Linked DNA regions of Pan troglodytes: region 2 is linked to region 1. A link is a contact called in public HiChIP or PLAC-seq data. All regions are on one chromosome and are shown on one strand. Each heading gives the region's core, a stretch centred on a gene start, on an enhancer-like site or on the middle of the called end of the contact. The rest is flanking DNA. Distances are from core to core; before and after follow the strand shown.

Region 1 (4,916 bases), core at 920-3,419:
GTAATGGAGAGGGCCGGGCGCGGTGGCTCACGCCTGTAATCCCAGCACTTTGGGAGGCCGAGGCCGGCGGATCACGAGGTCAGGAGATCAAGACCATCCTGGGCTAACATGGTGAAACCCCGTCTCTACTAAAAATATAAAAAATTAGCCGGGCGTGGTGGCAGGTGCCTGTAGTCCCAGCTACTCCAGAGGCTGAGGCAGGAGAATGGCGTGAACCCAGGAGGTGGAGGTTGCAGTGAGCCAAGATTGCGCCACCGCACTCCAGCCTGGGCGACAGAGCGAGACTCCATCTCAAAAAAAAAAAAAAAAGTAACGGAGAGGCCGTACATGGTGGCTAATGCCTATAATCCCAGCACTTTGGGAGGCTAAGGTGGCCGGGTCACCTGAGGTCAGGAGTTTAAGATCAGCCTGGCCAACATGGCGAATTATTTTTGTCTCTACTAAAAATATAAAAATTAGCCAGGCGTGGTGACATGCGCCTGTAATCCCAGCTACTCAGGAGGCTGAGGCAGGAGAATCACTTGAACCCGGGAGGTGGAGCTTGCAGTGAGCAGGGATCAGGCCACTGCACTCCAGCCTGGGCAACAGAGCAAGACTCCATCTCAAAAAAAAAAAAAGGGTAATGGAGAACACTAGGCCTAGAGACAGACACACAAGGATGTTTGCCGCAGAACTGCTTGTATTTGGAAAAACCTGGGCGCTCCACGAGGGCAACGGGTAAATAAATTATGCTAAAATATACTCTGATTTTTTTTTTTTTTTTTTTGAGACGGAGCCTCACTGTCGCCCAGGCTGGAGTGCAGTGGTGCGATCTCGGCTCACGCATGCTCCACCTCCCGGGTTCACGCCATTCTCCTGCCTCAGCCTCCCGAGTTGCTGGGACTACAGGCGCCTGCTACCATTCCTGGCTAATTTTTTTTGTTTTTAGTAGAGATGGGATTTCACCCTGTAAGCCAGTATGGCCTCGATCTCCTGACCTCATGATCCACCCACCTTGGCCTCCCAAAATGCTGGGATTACAGGCATGAGCCACAGCGCCCAGCCTACTCTGATTTTTTTTTTTTTTTTTTTTTTTTTTGAGATGGAATCTCGCTCTGTCGCCCAGGCTGGAGTGCAGTGGCGCGATCCTGGCTCACTGCAAGCTCCGCCTCCCAGGTTCACGCCATTCTGCTGCCTCAGCCTCCCGAGTAGCTGGGACTACAGGCGCCCGCCAACACACCTGGCTAATTTTTTGTATTTTTAGTAGAGATGGGGTTTCACCATGTTAGCCAGGATGGTCTCGATTTCCTGACCTCGTGATCTGCCCATCTCAGCCTCTCAAAGTGCTGGGATTACAGGCGTGAGCCACCGCGCCCGGCCTACTCTGAATATTTATGCAACTTTTAGATGGGTCTATAAATGTGTCTTCAGAAGGAATGTCAGTAAAGTGAAAAATCCAGTTGCTGGATAACAGGGACGCATCGTATTTCCAAACAAACAGGAAGACCCTCAAGCCCCCTCCCCAGGTCCCCCTCCAGTGAGCCTGGGTGAGGGTGGACTCCAGCTGCCTGCAGCCTGGCCGGAGGGGAGGGTTGCTGGGTGTGGGAGCAGCTTTCCACAGTCGGTGTGCTCTTCGCCCAGCAGCAATAAGCATTATTATAGTTGTCTTGGATAAAAATATCAAAAGTTAAATAAAAGCAAAAAAAAAAGCCGTAATCCAATTTTCTCCAAATAACCACCCTGCGCACCTCCTGCAAATGCTTCCTGTGTGCAAGACTGTGTGAGGACCCCTCTTTCTCTGTGGACACTCTCCCAGGCTCTGCAGGTTGAAAGGAGTTTCCCTCTGTCTGTTCATGGCCACCTGGTAGACGTGGGAGACCCTGTCTTCCCGCTCCGCCCCGGGTTTCCTGAGGGCAGGAGATGGGTCTCTCTCACTCTGTGGTCAGGCAGGAGGAGTGCAGACCGTAACCCTGTCTTTCTGACCCAGTGCCCTAACCTGTCAGCATGAACCACACCAGAGGTGCCCAGACATCAGAGTTTCACAGACAGAAATAGTTTCCCCAGAGTTTTGGGGCTTTTTTTAGGCTCAACTATCATGCATTATTATTCTTTCATAAAAAAAGGGTCATTTTCCCAGCCTGGGCAACATGGGGAAACCCAGTCTCTACAAAAAAAAAAAAAAAAACCAAAAAAAAAAAAATTGGCCTTTTCACAAGATGGCGCTGAAAGCGAAGAAGGAAGCTCCTGCCTCTCCTAAAGCCGAAGCCAAAGCGAAGGCTTTAAAGGCCAAGAAGGCAGCGTTGAAAGGTGTCCACAGCCACATAAAAAAGAAGACCCGCACGTCACTCACCTTCCAGCGGCCCAAGACACTGCGACGCCGGAGGCGGCCTGAATATCCCTGGAAGAGCGCCCCCAGGAGAAACAAGCTTGGCCACTACGCTGTCATCAAGTTTCCGCTGACCACGGAGTCGGCCGTGAAGAGGACAGAAGAAAACAACACGCTTTTGTTCACTGTGGATGTTAAAGCCAACAAGCACCAGATCAAACAGGCTGTGAAGAGGCTCTATGACGGTGATGTGGCCGAGGTCACCACCCTGATTCCGCCTGATGGAGAGAAGAAGGCATGTGTTCGACTGGCTCCTGATTATGATGCGTTGGATGTTGCCAACAAAATTGGGATCATCTAAACTGAGTCCAGCTGCCTAATTCTAAATATATATATATATATCTTGTCACCATAAAAAAAAAAAAAATTGTAGCCAAGCATGGTGGCATGTGTGTCTGTAGTCCCAGCTACTCCACAGCCTGAGGCAGGAAGATCCCTTGAGCCCAGGAGGTCAAGGCTGCAGTGAGCCAAGATCGCACCACTGCACTCCAGCCTGGGTGACTGAGCGAGACCCCATCTCAAAAATAAATAAATTAACTAATTAAATCATTCAAGGGCTGGGGACGGTGGATCACAAGGTCAGGAGTTCAAGACCAGCCTGGCTAATATGGTGAAAACTGTCTCTACTAAAAATACAAAAAACTGGCACGCGCCTGTAGTCCCAGCTACTTGGGAGGCTGAGGCAGGAGAATCGCTTGAACCCGGGAGGTGGAGGTTGCAGTGAGCCAAGATCACATCACTGCACTCCAGCCTGGGTGACAGAGCAAGACTCCGTCTAAAAAAAAAAAAAAACAAAGGTCATTTCCCAACCCAAAAAAGTAGGAAGTACGTACCCTTTTTGAAGGGGGCCTGCTCCTCCACACCTGTGGGTATTTCTCGTCAGGTGGGACAAGAGACTGAGAAAAGAAATAAGACACAGAGACAAAGTATAGAGAAGGAAAGGTGGGCCCAGGGGACTGGCGCACTCAGCCTGCGAGGACCTGCAGCAGCGCTGGTCTCTGAGTTCCCTCAGTATTTATTGATCATTATTTTTACTATCTTAGCGAGGGGAGTGTAGCAGGGCAACAGATGGAGAGAAGGTCAGCAGGGAAACATGTGAGCAAAGGAATCTGTATCATGAGTAAGTTCTAGGAAAGGTACTGTGCCGGGATGTACACATAGGCCAGATTTATGTTTCACTTTACATAAACATTTCAGTGTAGCAAAGAGTAACAGAGCAGTATTGCTGCCAGCATATCTTGCCACCAGCCACAGGGCGGTTTTCTCCTATCTCAGAATAGAACGAATGGTTGGCTTTACACCGAGACATTCCATTCCCAGGGACAAGCAGGAGACAGAAGCCTTCCTCTTATCTCAGCTGCAAAGAGGCCTCTCTCCTTCACTGCTCCTCCTTAGCACAGACCTTTTACGGGTGTGGAGCTGGGGGATGGTAAGGTCTTTCCCTCCCCACGAGGCCATATCTCAGGCTGTCTCAGTGCGGGGAAACCTTGGACAACTCCCAGGCTTTCTTGGGCAGAGGGCCCTGCGGCTTTCCGCAGTGCACTGTGTCCCTGATTAATCGAGAACGGAGAATGGCGATGACTTTTACCAAGCACACTGCCTGCAAACAAATTGTTCACAAGGCACATCCTGCACAGCCCTGAACCTATTAAACCTTGATTCAACACAGCACATGTTTCTGTGAGCACAGGTTTCTGTTAAAATTACAGGTTAACAGCATCTCAAAGCAGAAACAATGTTTCTTAGTACAGATCAAAATGGAGTTTTCTACATAGACACAGTAACAATCTCATCTCTCTTCTTTTCCCCACACTTTTTTTTTTTTTTTTTTTTGAGACGAAGTTTCACTCTTGTCCCCCAGGTTGGAGTGCAATGGCGCGATCTCAGCTCACTGTAACCTCCGCCTCCCGGGTTCAAGCCATTCTCCTGCCTGAGCCTCCTGAGTAGCCGGGATTACAGGTGGACACCATCATGCCCGGCTAATTTTTGTATTTTTTAGTAGAGACGGGGTTTCACCATGTTGGTCAGGATGGTCTTGATCTCCTGACCTCAGATGATCCGCCCGCCTCGGCCTCCCAAAGTGCTGGGAATGACAGTTCAGTTTTTTGTTGTTGTTTTACGTTCAGCGGATGGCAGTAGACAGGTTTTTCTTTTTCCTTTTTTTTTTTTTTTTATTGAGACAGGGTCTTGCTGTGTCGCCCAGGCTGGAGTGTAGTGGGAACACGGTGGCTCCCTGCAGCGTTGGCCTCCTGGGATCAAAGGATCCCCCTGCCTCAGTCTCCCAGGTGATTACAGGCCAGCACCAGCACACCCAGCAGTGGTTCTTATTTATCCCCATTTTGTCTGAGCAAATGAATGCCTGTCCTGGGTGTGGGTGCGAGTGAGCTGGAAGATGAAGGGCATGGGCAGTGACCGCTCAGCACTCGGCCTGCAGGGAGCCTGGGGTGAGTCCAGCAGCACTGGAGCGTGGAACCACAGCAGATGTCCTTGTCCCTTCCAAGGGGTGGGAACAAAGGTGACAGGGACAGAGATGGCTGCCGGGGCAGGAGGC
Region 2 (4,916 bases), core at 1,639-4,138, 190 kb after region 1:
CGTCTTGGGCTCCCGGTTCCTGGGGTGGACGGAGGGGCTGGGCGGCTGGGCATGGTGGTTGGGTGGCTGGGCATGGCGGCTGGGGTCCGTCCTGAGCTCAGTCGCTGGGAAAGTGGGCTCCAGGCCACAAAGGGGAACTGAGACCCGAGAGCCAGCGCGGGGGTCCTCGGGGTCTCCAGGAGAGCCTAGGCTCTAGGCTGGGGCCACAGGGCAGAGGCCGTGAGGGGAGAGGGGCAGGGGCCGGGGGCGCTGTGGGGGCAGTGCGGCCTTCTGACCAGCTTCCACCCCACAGCCTGCCCACCAGCTCCTCTGTGATGCTGTGGCCCGAGGACAGGGAGCCAGGCGGCCCTGAGACCCCCGGCCCTGAGGGCCCCCTCCCCCCGCAGCCACGGGGCCCGGTGCCAGGAAGCCCGGAGCATGTGGGCAAGGACCTGACCCGGGCCCTCGGTGACTACGCCAGGGTGGAGCAGCGCCTGGGACAGTTGGGGCCCGCGGGGGGCCTGGCCCCGAGACCCCTGCGGGAGCAGCTGGGCAAGATCCGCCTGGAGCTGCTCACCATTCACCAGGCACTGGAGCGGGCCGTGAGGCCGCCAGACGCACCCCTCGACCTCTCTGTGAAACGTGCGCCCGCCAAGGGGCCCCAGGCTCTTGGAGAGGCGTGGGGGCGGCCCGAGCTGGGTCCCGTGTTGACCGGGGGCACCCCCGAGCCACCCGGCATGCTGGGCCCTGCAGCGCCCCAACCCTTCTCCGGCCACACCACCAAGTGTGAGGCCGACTCCAGCGTCCCACCCCCAGGGCTCCCCCTCCCAGCCCCAGATGACCCTGTCATTCCTGGCAGTGGCTGGGGCACCTGTGTTGCGACGACGGGGAGTTCCCAGACCCCTGAGGCTGTCTGTGGCCTGCAGAGCCCCCAGGGCGCCGAGGTCTGACCTGCAGCGCCTGAGGTCCGACTGTCTCTGCCTGCAGCATGCCGGCCCCTCTCCTGCAGCCCCTGCCCCTCACCTGCCTGGGACCTGCCCCGCCTCCGCATGCATGTGGATACACCCCCACGGGCCGTGGCCAACGCTTGTCCCTGGGGCCACACAGGGACGCTGGAGGTCACAGTTATTTATTGATCACAACTGTGGACATTAAAACAGAAACTGTTCACACACACCGTCTGTGCCTCCTTCCTTTGGGGCCCTAGTGTAGCCACCTGGACACCCCCCTAAGGAAGTGTCCTGGCCTGGGAGGCCTGGGTGGGCAGCAGTCCTGCTGGGCCTCTGTCTTCAGACTCGGCCCTCTCCTGTGGGCTGGGCCCTCCCTGCGGGGCTGGGATCTGGGGGTGGGGCGGGACATCGGAGACGGGAGCTGAGCGAGGAGAGCCGTGTGGTCTGGGCTGCTCAGCCCGTGTCTTGGTGTGTCGGGGGTGGAGAGGCGTGTGGACTGGGCTGCTCGGCCCGTGTCTTGGTGTGTCGGGGGTGGAGAGGCGTGTGGACTGGGCTGCTCGGCCCGTGTCTTGGTGTGTCGGGGGTGGAGAGGCGTGTGGACTGGGCTGCTCGGCCCGTGTCTTGGTGTGTCGGGGGTGGAGAGGCGTGTGGACTGGGCTGCTCGGCCCGTGTCTTGGTGTGTCGGGGGTGGAGAGGCGTGTGGACTGGGCTGCTCGGCCTGTGTCTTGGTGTGTCGGGGGTGGAGAGGCGTGTGGACTGGGCTGCTCGGCCTGTGTCTTGGTGTGTCGGGGGTGGGCACGAACCCCTGAACATCCTCTAGCCTCTGAATCCAGCAAGGCAGCGCTCATATCAGCTCTCCTGCGGTTAAACGGTGGCCCCGGGGCTCTGTGGCTGGAGGCTGCTCACCCAGCGTGGGCTCTGCTGGCCCCTGCCAGCCCCTGCAGCCGTGATAGGTATCAGCCTTCACAGCTCACTGCCTCCCTCCCAGCAGGGCCTGGCTTGGCCCTCCCACGGGCAGGGGATGGGCAGACAGGGAGGGGCACCCGGGACCCCCACAGCAAATTACTTCTCTCCTGGGAGAGCTGGCCACACCCTCCACGCCCACCCTGGAATGGGCTCTGGAGCCCACATCGCCCCCCCAGGAGGAGAAGCAGTTCCTGCCTGCGTCCAGCCGGGCTGGGGCCAGTCCAAGCAGGCTGGCAGCGGCCCCATTAACTACCAGGGAGATAGCATCAGCCCCGACCCTGCCTCGGGGCAGCTAGAGCTGGGGTGCTGCCTGGCCAGGCGCGGAGTGCTGTGGGGACAGGTCCCAGCCGGGCCCCTCTACCCAGAGGCTTCCTGGAGGGGCTGCAGGGGGCTCTGGGCAGCCAGGAACTGTTCCCAAGTCCCGAGTCTGAGGGAGACTCCCTGTCCTCAGCCCCCGCCCCCCATATGTCCACTGCACCCCATATGTCCACTGCACCCCATATGTCCACTGCACCTCAGTTTCTCACCCCCACTGGGCAGACAGGTGAGCATGGCCTTGCTGGGGGCAACAGCACCCGTCTCCCAGGTGTGGAGACACGACCTCCTTCGCTGTCACCCGTGGGGAGCAGGACAGGCCTCATGGAGGGTGCCTCAGCCAGCAGGTCACCCGCCTGTGGTCCAGACCCAAGGACCCTGCTTGGGGGTGGCAGCCTGGGGCTGCCTTGCCACTTGGAGTAATGAACTTGCTGGTTGTGGGGGGACCGTGGGGGACTCCTGAAGGGGGGTGGGCTGCATGGCATCTGGCCGTGTAGGGGACGTGGGAATAGTGTCCGGGCAGAGGGCGCAGCCTGCAACGAGGCGCGGAGGCAGGAACACCGCAGCATGGGGAGTCCTCAGGGGACCTGGTTTTTCTTTCATAGAAGCTTCAGGGGCCAAGGCCGGAGACTGCACTCTCCCTCCTCCACCCGGCCCCGCTGCGTCCCTGCCAGTGGCTCCTCCCACTTCCTCCGGTTCTAGTTTCCAACAACAGAGGCTGCAGCCACCCAGCCCCAAAGCAGGGCCCAGCGAGACAGGGCCCAGGTAAGAGACCCCTCCCCCCGGCCTCTCTCGGTGGGGCAGGTGGAGGCCCTTGGAATAGGCTGCCTCGCCCCTAAGGGGTCAGAAGTCTCCCTGACCTAGGGGCTTGGGTAGAAGGGCTGTGTGTGGGTGACCGCCCCCCCCCCCGTAGAAAGGGGTTCCACAGGCAGATGGATTTGAGAAACGTTGCTTATCTGTCTGAGGCCCGTGAGCTCATCTGGGGCTCAGGGGAAAACCCACAGCGAGCTACACGGGTCATGTGTCTCCCAGACTCAAGTCCCAGGCACCTAGACACTAGGGTGGCCGCTGGGCTTGGTGGCCAGGTAGACTCTCAGGACCTGGAGGACCCGGCCTCATAGGAGGGCACTGGAGGAGTGACTTTGCCATTCCCACACACAGTGGGGCCTTATTCTCTCTCTTGCAGCCCCAAGCGTGACCCAGCTGCAGAGAAGCTGAGACGCTGATTCGGACTGACTGGACTCCGGCCTCCAGGTGTCTGCACCTCACACTGGACCCACCTGGAGACTCCACGGGCTCCCGGCAGCTCCGGCTGCTTGGGTGGATCCGGGTGCCCGCAGGGGCTGCGGGAGGGCCCCGGGGCCTGCACTGCTCCCCCGATGGCCTGCTCTTCCTCACGGCCGGGGCTGCGCCCTGTGTCCACGTGCTAGATCTGGAGGGACGCCCCATCTGCCTCCTGCCCTGCCGCACTCCGGGGAGCGGGGCCTTCGTTCCAGAGGACGTGGCTGTGACAGCGTCAGGGCTCGTGGTGGTCAGCGATCCCATGCATGGGGCTGTCCATGCACTCCAGCACACAGCCCGGGACCCCGGGGGCCACTGGGTGACAGTGGGCACCTTCCTGTCTCCCCGAGGGCTGGCTGTGGATGCCCTCAACCGCCTCCTGGTGACGGACTACTTGCCTGGGGCTGTGCACAGCTTCTCATTGGGTCCTGCTTGGGAGCCCCTGGCCCCAGCCTCCATGCTGGGTCTGGAGGGCCCCTGCTGGGTGGGCCCAGGGCCTGATGGGGGCCTTGCTGTGAGTGAGGAGTTTGGGGATGTGAGGCTGTTTGGCAGTGCCCGCCAACCCCTGGGCTCCCTGGGGGGCTGGACGGGGCACACTTTCGGCTGCCCAGCGGGCATCTGCTCCAACTCAGAGGGCAACGTTATTGTGGCAGATGAGCAGAGGCGCCAGGTGACCCTGTTTCCCCGGGCTGGGCCACCCATCTGCCTGGTGTCAGAGGGGCTTGGGCAGCCCTTGGGAGTGGCCTGTGCACCCCAGGGCCAGCTCCTGGTGGCTGATGCCAAGGACAACTCCATCAAGGTGTACCAGGGCAAGGAGCTGGCCTGACCTGAGGCTGGGTTGGAGCAGCCCTCCTGTGCCTGAGGCCAGCTCCCAGGCCCTTGGATCACCGCGGGAGGAACCCTCAGGATGGGTGGAGCCTCCAGGCTATGGGCATTGCCTGCCTGATGCCAGCACCACCTGGGCTGGGCCCTGGGCTTGGCTCGAGTTCTCCTGCTGGTGAGGCTCCGGATCTCAGGAGCAGCCCTGAGTCTGCTTCCCAGGCTGCCCCTGCCAGGCCTGCAGCCTCCCCAGCCGGGGCCGCTCTCTGCTGTCCCCATTCAGTGCCCTGGCCCCTGCATTCATGCCCCCCACGCCCCCTCAGGCCCTGTGCCTGGACTTTGGGGCTGGCAGCTGAAGCCTTGAGATCCTGGGCCAGCTGCCGGCACACAGCTAGGCAGGCTCTCCCACCAGGTGCCCCTGCCCAGGCCTCCTAATCAGGGGCAGACAGGCAGGGAGGGTGTGGCTGGGATGGGCTGGGCGGGGCGGCCTGGGGCAGGGGTGTGGCCCCTAAATGTCCCCAACCTCAGAGGGACCTGGAGTCCTGAGCCTCCAGTAGCTTCTCTGGGCCTGGCAGAGGTAAGGGGGAGGCAACCCTGGAGTGTCTG

What was found. HiChIP or PLAC-seq counts read pairs in DNA pulled down with a chosen protein or histone mark.
Region 2: an H3K4me3 HiChIP or PLAC-seq map of stem cell-derived excitatory neurons shows a contact between it and region 1, with 4 times the contacts expected there. The contact joins the promoter of NHLRC4 here to the promoter of LOC129137269 in region 1. A contact is called at or near these places in 1 of 7 Hi-C or Micro-C datasets (stem cell-derived neural progenitor cells) and 1 of 1 datasets of contacts at active chromatin or transcription factors (stem cell-derived excitatory neurons).

Annotation. Positions count from the first base shown.
Region 1 is chr18:2,732,491-2,737,406 of NHGRI_mPanTro3-v2.0_pri, forward strand. LOC129137269 (large ribosomal subunit protein uL23-like) reads left to right here and starts at 2,170. Exons shown (of 1, transcript XM_054668114.2): 1 at 2,170-2,708. The coding sequence starts at 2,196. The coding sequence ends at 2,666. PGAP6 (post-GPI attachment to proteins 6) reads right to left here and starts at 2,430. Exons shown (of 15, transcript XM_063796371.1): 1 at 2,330-2,430.
Region 2 is chr18:2,924,048-2,928,963 of NHGRI_mPanTro3-v2.0_pri, forward strand. It overlaps NHLRC4 (NHL repeat containing 4), which reads left to right and starts at 2,889. Exons shown (of 2, transcript XM_016929013.4): 1 at 2,889-2,975; 2 at 3,397-4,916. The coding sequence starts at 3,754. The coding sequence ends at 4,317. It overlaps PRR35 (proline rich 35), which reads left to right. Exons shown (of 3, transcript XM_003314887.7): 3 at 293-1,017. The coding sequence ends at 929.